Regions from separate parts of the Mus musculus genome. Here region 2 is linked to region 1. Evidence: chromatin contacts called from public HiChIP or PLAC-seq data. All regions are on one chromosome and are shown on one strand. Each heading gives the region's core, a stretch centred on a gene start, on an enhancer-like site or on the middle of the called end of the contact. The rest is flanking DNA. Distances are from core to core; before and after follow the strand shown. Region 1 has its middle 7.1 kb from the start of Gm41028. Region 2 overlaps Ankrd31 (ankyrin repeat domain 31).

Evidence for each region. HiChIP or PLAC-seq counts read pairs in DNA pulled down with a chosen protein or histone mark.
Region 2: a contact with region 1 is called in an H3K4me3 HiChIP or PLAC-seq map of forebrain, with 5 times the contacts expected there. The contact joins two enhancer-like sites. A contact is called at or near these places in 1 of 39 promoter capture datasets (hippocampal neurons), 4 of 15 datasets of contacts at CTCF or cohesin (CD8 T cells, the NIH/3T3 cell line and large pre-B cells), 17 of 484 Hi-C or Micro-C datasets (the 63-12 cell line, B cells, the BV-2 cell line and 12 more), 24 of 115 datasets of contacts at active chromatin or transcription factors (the NIH/3T3 cell line, acute myeloid leukemia, bone marrow-derived macrophages and 12 more) and 1 of 9 other capture datasets (embryonic stem cells).

The regions. Positions count from the first base shown.
Region 1 is chr13:97,005,420-97,012,938 of GRCm38.p6, forward strand. No RefSeq gene overlaps it. Among named protein-coding and RNA genes, the nearest start is that of Gm41028, 7.1 kb to the right of the region's middle. Within about 2 kb of position 2,977, at least 157 of the 459 cell types and tissues checked have an H3K27ac peak or open chromatin away from gene starts, as enhancers often do. A contact at or near this core is called in cerebral cortex, cortical neurons, forebrain and 1 more, where this site is marked.
Region 2 is chr13:96,875,678-96,883,196 of GRCm38.p6, forward strand. It overlaps Ankrd31 (ankyrin repeat domain 31), which reads left to right. Exons shown (of 26, transcript NM_001370928.1): 23 at 2,468-3,446. Among named protein-coding and RNA genes, the nearest start is that of Gcnt4, 45 kb to the right of the region's middle. Within about 2 kb of position 3,229, at least 22 of the 459 cell types and tissues checked have an H3K27ac peak or open chromatin away from gene starts, as enhancers often do. A contact at or near this core is called in cerebral cortex, cortical neurons, forebrain and 1 more, where this site is marked.

The DNA.
Region 1 (7,519 bases), core at 1,727-4,226:
CAAATGTCTCTGCAATTATCAATAAGATCTCTACCTCGGATTGAATTGTGCCTTGTAAAATCTCAGAGTTATAAAAAGATAAAAAGTATCCATTGATACTTTTGATTTCAAAAGCAAGCACCGAATATAAGTAACAAAACAGCTAAGCAACGTCAAACTTAGCTCTGTGAAGGGTAGAGACAGCTCTCTTGTGTTTATATAAAGACACACAGGAAGGATATATTTTTTTTAAAACTAATACAATTGTGACATAGGACAGGGAACTTTATGGTCAGGCAAGGGAAGAAGTCACCTCAGGGCACATATATCTCTATACCTGCCTTGATTTTTAATGTGTCTCATCTACTTAAACCACACTTTACGACTCAATAAAAGTTAACCCACTTTCCCCAAGAGCTCCAGTGAACAGCAAAGAATTCAGAGGCAAACCCCTGAGAAGCAATTGACGTTGTCCCAGAAAAAACTAGAGTGTCTAACAAAGGCTCAATATGGTTCACTCACATCAAAACCAAGGGGTTGAAATCAAAGGATTTGTGATGTGAGTGCGTGTGAGGTGTGTGTGGTGTGTGTGTGATATGTGTGTGTGGGGTATGTGTGTGTGTGTGGGAGTATGTATGTGTGTGTGTGATATGTGTGGTGTGTGTGAGAGAGAGAGATGTGTGGGGTATGTGTGTGTGTGAGAGAGAGAGGTGTGTGTGATGTATGTGGGATATTGTGTGTATATGTGTGATGTGTGTGATGTTTGTGATATGTGGGGGTGTGTGATGTATGGAGGAGTGTGTGTGATATATGAGGGGAGTGTGTGTGACATGTGTGCGTGGGGTGTGATCTGTGTGTGTGTGTGTGTGTGTGTGTGTGTGTGTGTGTGGTGTGAGCTATAAGTAAAAGAACAATGAATGGTGTCAGCACACTGGAATCCTAAATTAGAGGATAGCCTGACACTCTGTAGGGAAGCTGCTGGGTGGGTGTGATTGGAGGGCGATTGTTTATGTTCACCATCCCATCTGCATTTGTTTGAAAGGGGGAAATTACAAAAAAAAAAAAAAATACTGCAGGAGCAAGCAGGGTAAATATGCAGAGTCTACACAGCACGCAGGCCGGAAGTCTTCCTCATGAAGACATCCATCTGACATCCTTTCTTCAGATAGGCTTGAACATCTCTTTATAAATGCAAAGCAAACTCTATGAAATGCAAACATTAAAATCTGAGCAATTTGAAATTATTCAGATTTATCACTTTATAAAAATTCCAATTTTGTCGTGGCCAGCCTGGTCTACAAAGTGAGTTCCAGGACAGCCAAGGCTATACAGAGAAACCCTGTCTCGGGGGGAAAAAAAAACAATTTTGGGCTAGAGAGATGGCTCAGCTATTAAAGACTAGGCTCACAACTAAAACTACACTCCAATTTACCAGAAAGCCATAGACATTAAAGTGACAGAGGGCTCCCAAAGCAAGCTGGTTAGCAAGGCTAGTAGCCATAATCAATTAGCTCTGAGTTTGGTTAAAGACCCTGTAGGGCATGTGGGACCTTGTGACCAGACAGGCATAAGAATGGTAAGGTTGAATGAACTCAGACCCTTTGAGAACAGGAGTGGAGCCATCCCCTGCCTACCTCTGTCTGTACTGGAACCATGATACCCCACTGAGGACCATGGCGCTGCTGGATCGTGTAACATAAACATCTGGAGTTCTCCATGCCAATGAGGATAGATAGCCCCCCCCCCCCCCAAGTATTCAGCCAGTGAGCTTACCCCTTCCTGGGTATTCCTTCCCACAGAAGGTATTTTATCCCTGAATAAAGGGTATGCCTTCACATCCACGGTCAAATAAACCAGTATTAACAAGCAAGGATCATCTTCTCTTTAGGATCGCCATGGGAAATCGGGCGTGGCGGCGCACGCCTTTAATCCCAGCACTTGAGAGGCAGAGGCAGGCGGACTTCTGAGTTCCAGTCTGGTCTACAGACTGAGTTCCAGGACTGCCAGGACTACACAGAGAAACCCTGACTCCGGGGGAAAAAAGGGATCGCCATGGGAAGGCTTTCATCTTAAAGAGCCGAACCTAAAACTCCCGAGGAAGGCTTTTCTCTTTCAGCCCCTTCGGTACTTTCCACCCTCCACACTCACTCCGATCAGGTTCCGCCCAGTTCCTGGCTCTGCCTTTCCCCTCCCTGTCTGACACGCAGTCCTCCTGGGAGGGAAAGTTAAATGAACCCCTTGTTCCCCACTCCCTACGGTTCCCAGAGAGGAGATGGGAACCTCTGTGTACTTTCCACTTCGGACTTACCGCCGCCTTCTGATAGTGATCGGAGCACATCCCACCCCCACCCCCACAGAGAAACAGGATTCGACAGGACCCCGTCCCATTGAATAAGGGGGAAGGACGATGGGAGAAAATTCTGAAAACAGTTCTGGCTTCCATAATGCGCTCATATCCACTTACATGCACACCTCCACATGTTCCCCATACATGTAAACATGCATATACGTGGAGAAAGAAAAATGCTTTCTAAAGATTAGAAGGTACATGAGATATAGTAAATTATGTCATTCTTATGCACATGTGTTGGAAACTGATTCTAATGCTTTATCTTACTTCAGCTCCCAAAAGCCGCACATCCAGACCTGAGCATCGCTGCCCCCAGCTGGCTTCGATTGATAATAAAGAATTGCCATACAGCCAATGGCTGGACAAGGAGATGGGGCAGGACTTTTAGATTGCACGGGCAAGGGACATAGAGAGGGGGAGAAGACAATCGCCATGACTCAGAGGGAAAGGGATCAGATTTAAGAGCTGCAGAAAAACAATCATCCGGCAATGCAGGTGGAAAGGAGGCGGGGGGGGGGGTGGGGGGGGGGGAGGACTTCTTCCCAGAAGGCAACAAGGCAGCAAAGATAAAACATAGATTTAGAAGGTGTTAAGCCAGGAATAATCCTGACGAGTTGCTTTTAGCTAGCTCCATCTAGAGGTGAGAAAAAAAATAATTGCCCGTGTATTGGAGAGACTAGGAATTAGATCCCTGACAGGCAAATAGAGGCGAGTGCCACAAATAGAAAAACAAAAACAAAAACCAGAACATTTCCAGCCTTTCCACCGCCCTCCGCACCAGAAGCAACGGCCTGGCAGCTTGAGACAAGCATCTGGCAGGCTTTTTCTCTCCCCAGTAAGGTTTCACCTCGCACTCCCGTGGCCATTCCAGGCTGATCAGATAAACTGAAAGCCTGTCTGGGCGTGCTTCACTAAAGCTGCGGGCCTTCCTCCGTCTAAACAGAGCAATTCTTAATTAGGGGAAAAGAACCATCCTTAACCAAGAAAAAAATCACTTAAACGCAGAGTTATCCCGGGAAAGGGAGCCGTGTCATCTCCCTGCACTCCCGCGGACTACTTGGGTCCCTTGCTGTGTGTCTCTCCTTCTTTGTCTCCAACTGGAACAAACTGTTTACTGAGGTGCCTGTTTAACACATCACAGCAACATCCTTCAGTCCCTACGTGTTACAGGATCCTTCTGGCTGACAAACCCTACCCCCTACCGTAAACTTCTCCAGCTCAGAAGCTGGGCTGCCCTTCCTTCCCCTCGGTGGGCTTCCCTATATAATGCAGCCATTTTGATTACCAGGGCTTTTGTCTACCCTTTACTCTCCTGGCTCTCTCTCCCCTCTCCCCTCTCCCCTCTCCCCTCTCCCCTCTCCCCTCTCTCCTCTCCCCTCTCTCCTCTCTCCTCTCTCCTCTCTCCTCTCCTCTCCTCTCCCCTCTTCCCTCACAAGTTCCTGCTCAGAAACTTGTCAGCTTTGAACCCTCCCAGAAGTCCTTGCCTCTGTCTATGCTATCTACAATAAACTTTCTTCACCATATTTAAAATCAGTGGCGTTCTTCCAACTTTTTTTTAAAGATTATTTATTTTATGTATGTGAGTACACTGTAGCTGTCTTCAAAGAACACCAGAAGAGGGCATTGGATCCCATGAGCCACCATGTGGTTGCTAGGAATTGAACTCAGGACTTCTGGAAGAGCAGTGAGTGCTCTTAACCACTAACCCATCTCTCTAGCCCCGTGTTCTTCCTTTTATTTATTTTTTATTTACTTTGTAATTTTTCCTACATGTGGTGACAAAGCCCAGGATTGGCATATATCAGTTCCCTTCCACAGAGTTCAGCCTCTCCGAACCAAGCTGCTGATCTGACTCCCTGACGACGTGTATACAGATCATCTGTTTCTTCTCGCGTCTGTCATCCATCAAATTGTACCCCAATTTCTAAAGTCTGTCTTCTCAGCTACTTCTCCCCTCCACGTGTTCTAACAATTCCTCTCCTTGTCTATGTCATGATTGTATCTCCAGCTCTAGAGCAGTGGGTTCCACCCTTCCTAATGCTGAAACTCTTTAATACATGTTGTTGTGACCCCCCAACCATAACGTTATTTTCACTGCCACTTCATAACTGTAATTTTGCTATTTGTAAATATCTGCTATACAGGATGTGTTTTCATTTTTAAAGCTGAGCAAAATTAAAGCAGAGTGATTAATTACAAAATATGTAATTATATATCATGAAATACTTCTAATTACAAAAAAAATGAAATTTTATCCTAAAGCATGGTGTAGCATGGGGTAACAGTCTTAAACTAATAATAGCAAACTACCTTGCTACATTTTGCAACAGTATATATAAAAGAGCAATGTCAGTGGGAAGGTTGAGATTGCTTCTTTCCCACCAGAAACTCTGGGAGTCTTTGCAAGAGCACAATGAAGATCAACTTTTACAAGTCTATGTCTATATTTAGACATGCTAACCATCAAGCTATAAAAAGCTGTCTCACAAAGATATATTGTTGGAAATGGAGGAGGCAGGGCAAACACTTTCTCAGACAGAATGTGATATGACTGGAAACACTTGGTCAAGAAGTTTGTAAGCGGCATTGCGGAGAGCTTAGTTCTTGTTGCACCCCTGTTAACGACTTTAATTAAGTTGTTGCTTCTTGTGTTGCTCAGGAATATCTTCAGCTTTGACCGTGAGTGGTTTTCTGGTGAGTACAAACAGGACATCTGGTATATTGAAAACAATGCAAGGAAATTTCATCTACAAGCATGTCCAAGTGTTCTTTCACAGAAATTATCATGGTAATCTTTTTATCTGATTCAAGGTCATGTTCCTCAAAGAACACAGATATGTAGGCATCATGGTTTTGTGCACTGTGTGATGATTTTCTTGTCCTATTCAGTGCTGACTTCTCTGCCCCCATATTTAGTTCCAATGGGACACAGCACTGTAATGCTTATTCCAAGTAGCTCCTGTTTCAAGTTTCTATAAACATTGTTCCTTATTTATTCTCTGACTTGTCAGTAAAGTTGATCAACCAATAACTGAGCAGAAGAGAGAATAGTGATGGGCTTCCACCAGTCTAGGGGAGGAAGAGAGACAGGAGAAGACCAAACCATTAGGAGAGGTATAAATTAATTATTCTTAATATAAATGTAGGCAGTGAGTTAATCAAACAGCTGTATTTCTTTACCTTATGCTAGTCACCAATAACCACACACACACACACACACACACACACACACACAATTCATTCAAAACTGTGCCCCAATAGCTAAGCAGTTGAATGATCTACCTTAGCATCCTATACTAATCGGGCTACCTCCCAGCCCCACCCCATGATACTTACATATTATGATAGATCTGGCTCTTCAGGCTTAGGTGTGTTTCTGTGATCTCTCTCAGGGTAGAGGTTTGGTCTTTTGCTATGCATTGTAATGCTAAATGCTGGCCCCCAAGACCTGGTTGCCCCCAGGAGTGAGAGAATCTGCATGTACACAAAGTAATGCTATGTGATCGAGCTCCCTAATTTAAAACTGTTAGTTAAACCGGGCTTGGTGGCGCACGCCTTTAATCCCAGGACTTGGGAGGCAGAGGCAGGTGGATTTCTGAGTTCGAGGCCAGCCTGGTCTACAGAGTGAGTTCCAGGACAGCCAGGGCTACACAGAGAAACCCTGTCTCGAAAAACCAAAATAATAAATAAGTAAAATAAAGCTGTTGGTTAAATAAAGATGCCAACAACCCATAGCTGGACAGAAGAGAGGTAGTTAGGGTTTTGATTGCCAGGCTGGGGGTCTGAAGAGGATCATGAAGAAAAATAAAAGAGGTGGAGAGAGGAGAAGAGACCATGGGGTAGGTGAGTCATGAAAACATAGCCACGAGGGAGTCATTTGGAGTTAAGAGCTGCTCGATGGAACATGGCAGGTTATAACTTGGGGTTATTGATGGGAAAGTAGATTCTAGTAGCTTAGTGGATAGATATCTGCCCAGCTCTAGTGCATTAAAGTCTTGTTAGAAATATAAACATTGGCCGGGCAGTAGTGGTGCACACCTTTAATCCCAGCACTTGGGAGGCAGAGGCAGGCGGATTTCTGAGTTTGAGGCCAGCCTGTGAGTTCCAGGACAGCCAGGGCTACACAGAGAAACCCTATCTCGAAAAAACAAACAAACAAAAAATAAACATTGTATGTCTTTTATCTGGGGATGATCAAAGTGGTTAAAATGATCAGAATGATCAAAGGTGGTGTACTGGCTGGTTTTGTGTGTCAGCATGACACAAGCTGGAGTTATCACAGAGAAAGGAGCTTCAGTTGAGGAAATGCCTCCATGAGATCCAGCTGTAAAGCATTTTCTCAATCAAGGGGGAAAGGCCCATTGTGGGTGGTGGCATCCCTGGCCTGGTACTCTTGGGGTCTATAAGAAAGCAAGCTGAGCAAGCCAGGGGAAGCAAGCCAGTAAAGAACATCCCTCCATGGCCTGACTTCCTTTGGTGATGAATAGCAATGTGGAATGTGTAAGCTGAATAAACCCTTTCCTCCCCAACTTGCTTCTTGGTTATGATTTTTGTGCAGGAATAGAAACCCTGACTAAGACAGGTGGGGTAGAAATCCCCGATTGAGACTAATAAATAGTAGAACAGTTCAGACCCCTTCTTCATGGCTCCAATTCCTCCATCCCCCCCCCCCCCCCCCCCCCCCCCCCCCCGGCTGATCTGACTCTCCCCTCTCTCCCTCCCTCCTTTGGATGATGTAAGTCCTGCCCACTTTCTATTCTGCCCAGCCATTTGGGTGATCAGAACTGTTTACACAAACCTGAAACAGGAGTTTCTTGATGTAAGCATGCTATGTCCCATTGATGTAAGATACAAGGGTAGAGAAATCAGCATTTGAATAACCCGAGAGGAAACAGTGTACAAGAACTTTATGCTTATAGAGGGTCTGAGACACCGTGGGGGAAAAACATCTGAAACAGAGAGAGCTAGAACATTAAACTGTGAGTATCATGGGGGTTTTGGCTGGGGATAGCCAGATTAGATTAGAGGTTTAGAATAGATTAATAACTGCTCAGCTATGCATTGTAAGCATATAATATAAAAATTTAGTCTCTGTCTCAATTACTTGGATGCTAGCCAGGGTTAGAGAAAAACTGTCACCCTTCTAAAATTACATTAACAAACAAGGTCGGCAACATGTACATTTTATTT
Region 2 (7,519 bases), core at 1,979-4,478, 130 kb before region 1:
GCTGTTCTAATCTGGTATAAGATGAAATCTCAAAGTAGTTTTAATTTACATTTCCCTGATGCTAAGAATGTTGGGTATTTCTTTAAGTGTTTCTCAACCATTAATGCTTCATCTTTTGAGAACTATTTATTTTCATGCCCCGTTCTAAATAATTTATTTTCATGATGTTTAGGGTTTTTTTATTTTAATGCTAACCCTTATGGGATGTATAGTTGTTTAAGATATTTTCCCATCCTATAGGCTGCTGCTTTGCCTGAATGATGGTGTCTTTTGCCTTACAGAAGATTTTCAGCTTCATGAATTATTGATCGTTGATCTCAATGCCTGTGCAAACTTATGTCCTATTCAGGAAGTTCTTTTCCTATAGCAATGAGTTCAAGTCTATTCTCCACATTCTTCTATATCAGATTTAGGGTACCTGGTTTTATGCTGAGGTCCTTGAGGTATCTGGATTTGAGTTTCAGGCCACTGGATAGATAATGGATCTATTTTTTTCTCTCTCTCTTCTACATGCAGCCATCCAGTTTGACAGTACCATTTGCTGAAAATGATTCTTTTTTTCAGCATTTTTGTCTTCTTGGTTAAAATCAGGTGTCCATGAGTGTGTAGACTTACATCTGAATCTTTAGTTCAAATCTGTTGACAAAGTATCTGATTTTGTGCAAAGGTCATGTTCTTTTGTCATTATAGCTTTGTAGTATAACTTGAAATTTGGGATGGTGATAATACTAGCACTTCTTTTATTATTCAGGACTATTTCAGTTATCCTAGGTTTTCTATGTTTCCATATGGAGTTGATTTTTTTTAAATTTCTGTGAAGAATTATATTGAAATTTTGATGGGGATCTCACTGAACCTGTAAAATATGGTAGGATAGCCATTTTTACAATATAAATCATACCAATCTATGAGCATGGGAAATCTTTGAATCTTTTAGTGTCTTATTCAGTGTCTTAAAGTTTTTGTCATACAAGTCTTTCACTTGCTGGTTAGAGATTCCCTAAGACTTTTTTTCTGTAGGCTAATGTGCAAAGTGCTGTTTCTCTGATTTCTTTCTGAGACTGTTTGTCATTTGTATATAGGAAGGCTAGTGATTTGTGTGTTAACATTGTATCCTGCTACTTAACTAAAATTATTAGCTGTAGAAGTTTTCTGGTGGAGTTTTTAGGGTCTTTTAGTGACATTTGCAAATAAAGATACTTGGACTTCTTCCTTGCCTACACCTAATCCTCTTGATCTCCTTTAGTTGTCTTACTACTCTAGTTAAAACTTCAAGAACTATATTACCTAGGTATGGAGAGAGTGGACATCCTTGTCTTGTCCCTGATTTTAGTGGAAATGCTTTGACCACTGGTATGTCCTTGAGACCATTTTATGTAAAGTTGAAGCTGCGTTCTCTAATACTAAGATGCTATTTGTTCTCATTCACTTCTGAGTAGTCAATAGAATTTTCCCAAAGGTCTATCCTTCTTTAGAATTTTTCTGTTTTAAATCTAAAATAATAAATAGTGGTAGATACAGCCTGTACAAACAAAAACTGTTTGGGTTACTCATATATATATGTATAGGTCCTAAGGTCAAAAAGTTTCAGAGCCATTGAAGCCATGGTCAGTGTGAGACTTGTATATAACCAAAAGACAAATGTGGTGGTGGGATGAGTCCCTTCTCCTAGCTTAGTCTTTAAGATTCTGAGTTCTTGTATTTGAAGATTCTTGGGCTAATATTTTCTCTAGGGGATCCTTCTCAGCTTGAAAATCCTGAGGATAGATTTAGAATACAAATGAACTAACTACATTCTCAGGTCTCATTGAGAAGTATTATTATTCAAAAAAGAATCTTGTACTCTGTAGCTATGGAACCCTAGTAGAGTTTACTCCCATTTATAATTTATAATGAACCATTTCCTCTTTAAACCAGATAAACAAAGTGAAAATTTAGTAACAGTAGTACTATTCAGCTGCCAATGACTACCTGCCACACAATATACTATCAATAGCCCAAGTTCTGTTTTCATTATAGGCTCACTCAAATAATGTAATATTCTGTTTTTAACAAAGGCAACCTGGAACTGTAGAGTTGTCTCAGAGGCTAGGAGCACTTGTTGCCCTTTCAGAGGATTGGGGTTCAATTCCCAGTTCCTACATGCTGACTCACAAGCATCTATAACTCCAGTCTTGGACATCCAAAGCCTTCCTATGATCTCTGGCACCAGGCGTGAAAGTGGTGCATATAAATTATTCAGCAAAAACACTCATCTACATAAAATAGTAAAAGTGGTAAATTTAAAACTATCTTAAAATCAAACTCATCTGAAATAAATGTCAGTTTCCTTATAAAGGAAACTATATCTCAAATACAGATTTTATTATACTTAAAGCTGATGCGCATTAAGAGAGGGAGTATCTTTTATATCCCATAGTCTATGATGAAAATCTTCTGTGTTAATATTTTTTTCTTTTTCTTATAGGGTGTCCATGGAGTCATTTAAGCATGGGGCCTTGAGAGAACAACTGGCTAACCTGGCCACGAGACAAAAGAGTCTTTTAGTTGTAGCAAAGAAACAGAAAAAGATAAGACTGAAAATTCAAAACTATAAGAATGCTACAGCAGTATCTGGTGTTGGTTTAAGAAAGCTGCCATGTAACTCAGACATCAGTAGTGACAAGAAGAGCCAGGAGCCTCCTACTATGGGAGACTCAGCACATGCCCAGCCAGGCTTACTCGCTCCTGTCAGTCTGGCTTACGGAAGCATGCAAGAAATACCATTGTCTCCTGAAATAGAGAGTGAGAGCCAGAAGATTAACATTTGTTTAAATGCAGAGGCAATAAGAAGAGAAGAATTCTCTGGAAATGACATAAATTCCAAACAAAATGTCCAGGATTGTACCTTGGGTGGGTTATTAAGATCTAAACCCACAGATGACGCTGAGAAAATTGCATCATCATCCCAACCTGCTGCTCTTACTCCTCACGCAGAAAACTCACAAGCAGAAGCTACAGTCAAAGGCTGTGGATTTGATAGTTCTGCACTAACTGGCACTATAAATATTTCAGAAGATAAAAGCATATTTTCCCCAAATGGTGCCTGTCTAGCAGCTGATCCTCACAGTCAGAAGCTTTCCCGCTGTAATCCGAAAAGAAGAAACAAGAAGACAGCTTCCCAGCAACCATCTGCGGGAGCTGCAGAGCCTCTGCCGCAGGCCCCTGCTGTCTTAGACACCTACACTGTGCATCAGACACTGCCATGTCTTAGAGACTCCGCTGCTGCTGCTTCACACACAGATAGCACTCAGAGCTCTCTTTCCTCTGCGTCTGCCCATCAACATCCTACTAAAACCGTTCCACACCGCAACACAACTCCCAGAAAGAAAGCTGTGCAGCTGAAAGACTTGATATTACGTGGAAGAATTAACCCAGGAAATAACATTCTCGAATTTAAAACACAGGTATTTTTTTTTCTCTAAAGTCTTTCAGATTTTATAAGTAGTGTTGGATAGCATAGTAGAGGCATAAAGGAAATAAGATTTGGCTGTGCTTTCTGAATGGAGGGACATACCCATTAAGAAGAAAATCCACAGTCATACCCTATTCTGAATTTGCCCTGATAGAATTTACTCATAAGCACCTTTGGTTCTCAACTACAGTCAGTCAATAATATTGTAGCAGGAAGAATTTAATAGCAAAGATAGGAAATTGTTGTTATTAGTTCCAAACTAGGTTCAAGAGCTACCAGTACAGTGCTAAGACATTCCCAGGTACATGTTAATTTTTCTTCCATAGAGGCTCAGTTTAGGACCACACTTCAGTAAGAAAGTTAGGACCACACTTTCAGTAAGAAACTTAACTAAAATATAATATATGCATAAAAGTGGGTGGTAAGAAAAGATTCTAATAGATGAACATATTTAAAAGCATTTAGTTTCTTCTTACTTTTTGAAAGAGGAATTTAGCGTGAAAAAGATTACCAAGTCTTTGAATATGCTTCTTAGCTTGTAGCCTGCTCTTTGAGAATCACCCCTGCCTAACCAGAATTTCACCTAAGTGACTGTGTTTCCTGCTCTTCTCATCCCTGGACAAAGGCTTTTCCTGCTCCCGAGGCTTTCCTTACACACTAAGAACAAGTTTACTATTACGGTTCTGAGCTCATTTCTTTCAATGTTCTAGTTTGCCTGACAACCACTTTGATAAGTAAAAACTACATTATCCAGAGCACATCAATTTTTAGCAGGTTAGTTATAGTTACCCAGATTTTGACAGTTGTAGCTACTTCTCCGGATCAGCTTAATGAATCTTCAGTAGTGTTTAGTGGGGTATAATTTGTGTACAACACACTATGCATATTCAAAGCATACTATCTGACAAGCATGACATATGTACTTACCTGTGAAATTCTGTCCACAAACAATAAACTATCCATCTGCTCCTGATGCTTCTTAGAGCCTGCTTTATCTCTCTTCCTGCCTCGGACAGCTGATGCTGTGCTTTGTGCTTCTCTTTTGCATCTCTAAGAATTTGAATTGTCTCTTTAAGCCCCCACTCTTACTCTCTAGCCTCCTTCTCTCTCTCCCTTCCCCTTCTCTCTTTCTACCTTCTCTCCTTTCTCCCTGCCTTTCTACAATAAAGCTCTAAAACCATTAAAAGAAGAAAAAGAAAAAGAAATTGAATTGTGAGAATTATACTTTACATATTAATTTTTGTAAACTCTTTTCTTGTAGTCTTAATTATTTAAGATTCGCCTTTTTCATTCCCTTTTCATTTCTAGGTAGTGGTTTGTTTTACCTGATACGATAGTGTCTTAGTCAGGGTTTCTCCTGCTGTGGACAAAACACCTTGACCAAAAAGCAAGTTAGGGAGAAAAAGGTTTATTTGGCTTATACTTCCAGATCAGAGTCTGTCATTGGAAGAAGTCAAAACAAGAACTCATAGATATTTATGTTGTTTCCAGCTGTTAGCTTTTATATATAAAGCTAGTATGAATTTTCTTATGCAGGTTTTGTATGAAATAGACTTTCATTTTTCTTGGGTAAGTATCTATAAATGGAGTTACTGAATCCTAAGTTAGGTATACATTTACCCTTTAAGGAAATTGCCAAAGTTATTTATAAAATCTGATGCATGCACCAACCTTTTGTGCATGTGCGTGAGAGCTCTAGTGGCTGCACATCACCAGTGCTTAGTATGGTCAGCCCTCTAATTCTATCCTTGCTAACATATAGTGTGGCTATATTGTGTGTGCGATAGCGTGTGTGTGTGTGTGTGTGTGTGTGTGTGTGTGTGTGTGTGTGTGTGTGTACTGCTTCATCATTATGTCATTATGGTTTTAATTTGCATGTCCACAATTAACGGTGTTGAACATATTTTCTTGTGCTATTGACCATGCTTTTTTTTTTTTTTCTTGGTTTTTCCAGACAGGGTTTCTCTGTGTAGCCCTGGCTGTCCTAGAACTCACTCTGTAGACCAGGCTGGCCTCGAACTCAGAAATCTACCTGCCTCTGCCTCCCGAGTCCTGAGATTAAAGGCATGCACCACCACTGCCGGGTGGGTGACCATGCATATTTACTTTTTGGTTCAGGTATTGGTTGGTTCAGATCCGTTGCTCATTTTTCTTTTTTCCTTTTCTTTTAAATTTTATTTAATCTTTTTTTACAGTCCAGATTTTATTCCCCTCCCTCCCAGTCTACCCTCTTGACTGTTCCTCATTCAGTACCTCCCCATCCCATCCCTCATCTCCATGAGGATGGCCCCACCCCCACCCCACCCACCAGAGTTCCTCCCACTCCCTGTGGCCTCCAGTCTCTTGAGGGTTAGGTGCATCTTCTCTGACTAAGTTCAAACCCAGCAGCCCTCTGCCATATATGTGTTGGGGTCCTCATACCACCTGGTGTATGCTGCCTGGTTGGTGGTCCAGTGTTTGAGAGACCTCAGGGGTCCAGGTTAATTGAGACTGCTGGTCCTCCTACAGGGTCGCCCTACTCCTCAGATTCTTCCAGCGTTTCCCTAATTGAACCACAGAGATCAGCAGCTTCTGTCCATTGGTTAGATGTAGATATCTGCACCTGACTCTTTCAACTGCTCTGTTGGGTCTTTTGGAGGGCAGTCATGATAAGCCCCTTTTTGTGAGCACTCCATAGCCTCAGTAATAGTGTCAGGCCTTGGGGCCTCCCCTTGCACTGGATCCCAATCTGGGTCTGTCGCTGGACCTCCTTTTCCTCAGCTGCTTCTCCATCTTTGTCCCTGCAGCTCTTTCAAACAGGAACACTTCTGGGTCAGAGTTTTTGACTGTGGGATGGCAACCCCATTCCTCACTTGATGTCCTGTCTTTCTGCTGGAGGTGGGCTCTACAGGTTCCCTCTCCCCACTATAGGACATTTCATCTAAGGTCCCTCCCTTTGAGTTCTGAGAATCTTTCACCTCCCAGGTCTCTGGTACATTCTGGAGTTTCCGCCCCACCTCCTACCTCACAAGGTTGCCTGTTTCTATTCTTTCTGCTGGTCTCAGGCTTCAGTCCTGTCCGCCCCCCCCTCCCCCATCACCCTCCAGAATACTTGATCATGCTCCCCTCTTCCCCTCTCTGTCCCCTTTCACACCCAGCCCCTCCCCCACCCCACGCCTCGTGGTTGGTTGCTTTCTTTTCCCTCCCAAGTGGAGTTGAGGCATCCTCACTTGGACTCTTCGGTTTGTTAACCTTCTTGAGTTCTGTTGATTGTATCCTGGGTATTCTGTAGGGTTTTTGTTTTTGTTTTGTTTTGTTTTTTGGCTAATATCCACTTATTAGTGAGTATATACCATGCATGTCCTTTTGGGTCTGAGTTACCTCACTCAAGATGATATTTTCTAGTGCCATCCATTTGCCTGCAAAACTCAAGATATCCTTGTTCTCAATAGCTGTGTAGTATTCCATTGTGTAAATGAACCACATTCTTCTGTTGTGGAACATCTGGATTGTTTCCAGCTTCTGGCTATCACAAACAAGGCTGCTTTGAACATAGTGGAACATGTGCCCGTGTGGCAGGGTGGGGCATCTTTTGGGTATGTGCCCAAGAGTGGTATAGCTAGGTCTTCAGGTAGATCTGTTTCCAATTTTCTGAGGAATCTCCAGATTGATTTCCAGAATGGTTGTACCAGGCTGCAATTCCACCAGCAATGGAGGGGTGTTTCTCTTTCTTCACATCCTTGCCAACATGTGCTGTCACCTAAGGTTTTGATCTTAGTCATTCTGATTGGTGTAATATAGAATCGTTTCTTTAGGTGCTTCTCAGCCATTTGAGATTCCTATGTTGTAAATTCTGTTCAGTTATATGCCCCATTTTTTTTGATTGGGTTGTTTGGTTTCTTGGTGGTTAGCTTCTTGAGTTCTTTATATATTTTGGATATTGGCCCTCTTGTCTGCTGTGGGGTTATTCATGAAGATATTTTTCCCAATCTGTAGGTTGCAATTTGCCTTACAGAAGCTTTCCAGTTTCATGAAGAAATTCATTTATCAATTCTTGATCATAGAGCATGAGCCATTGGAGTTTTG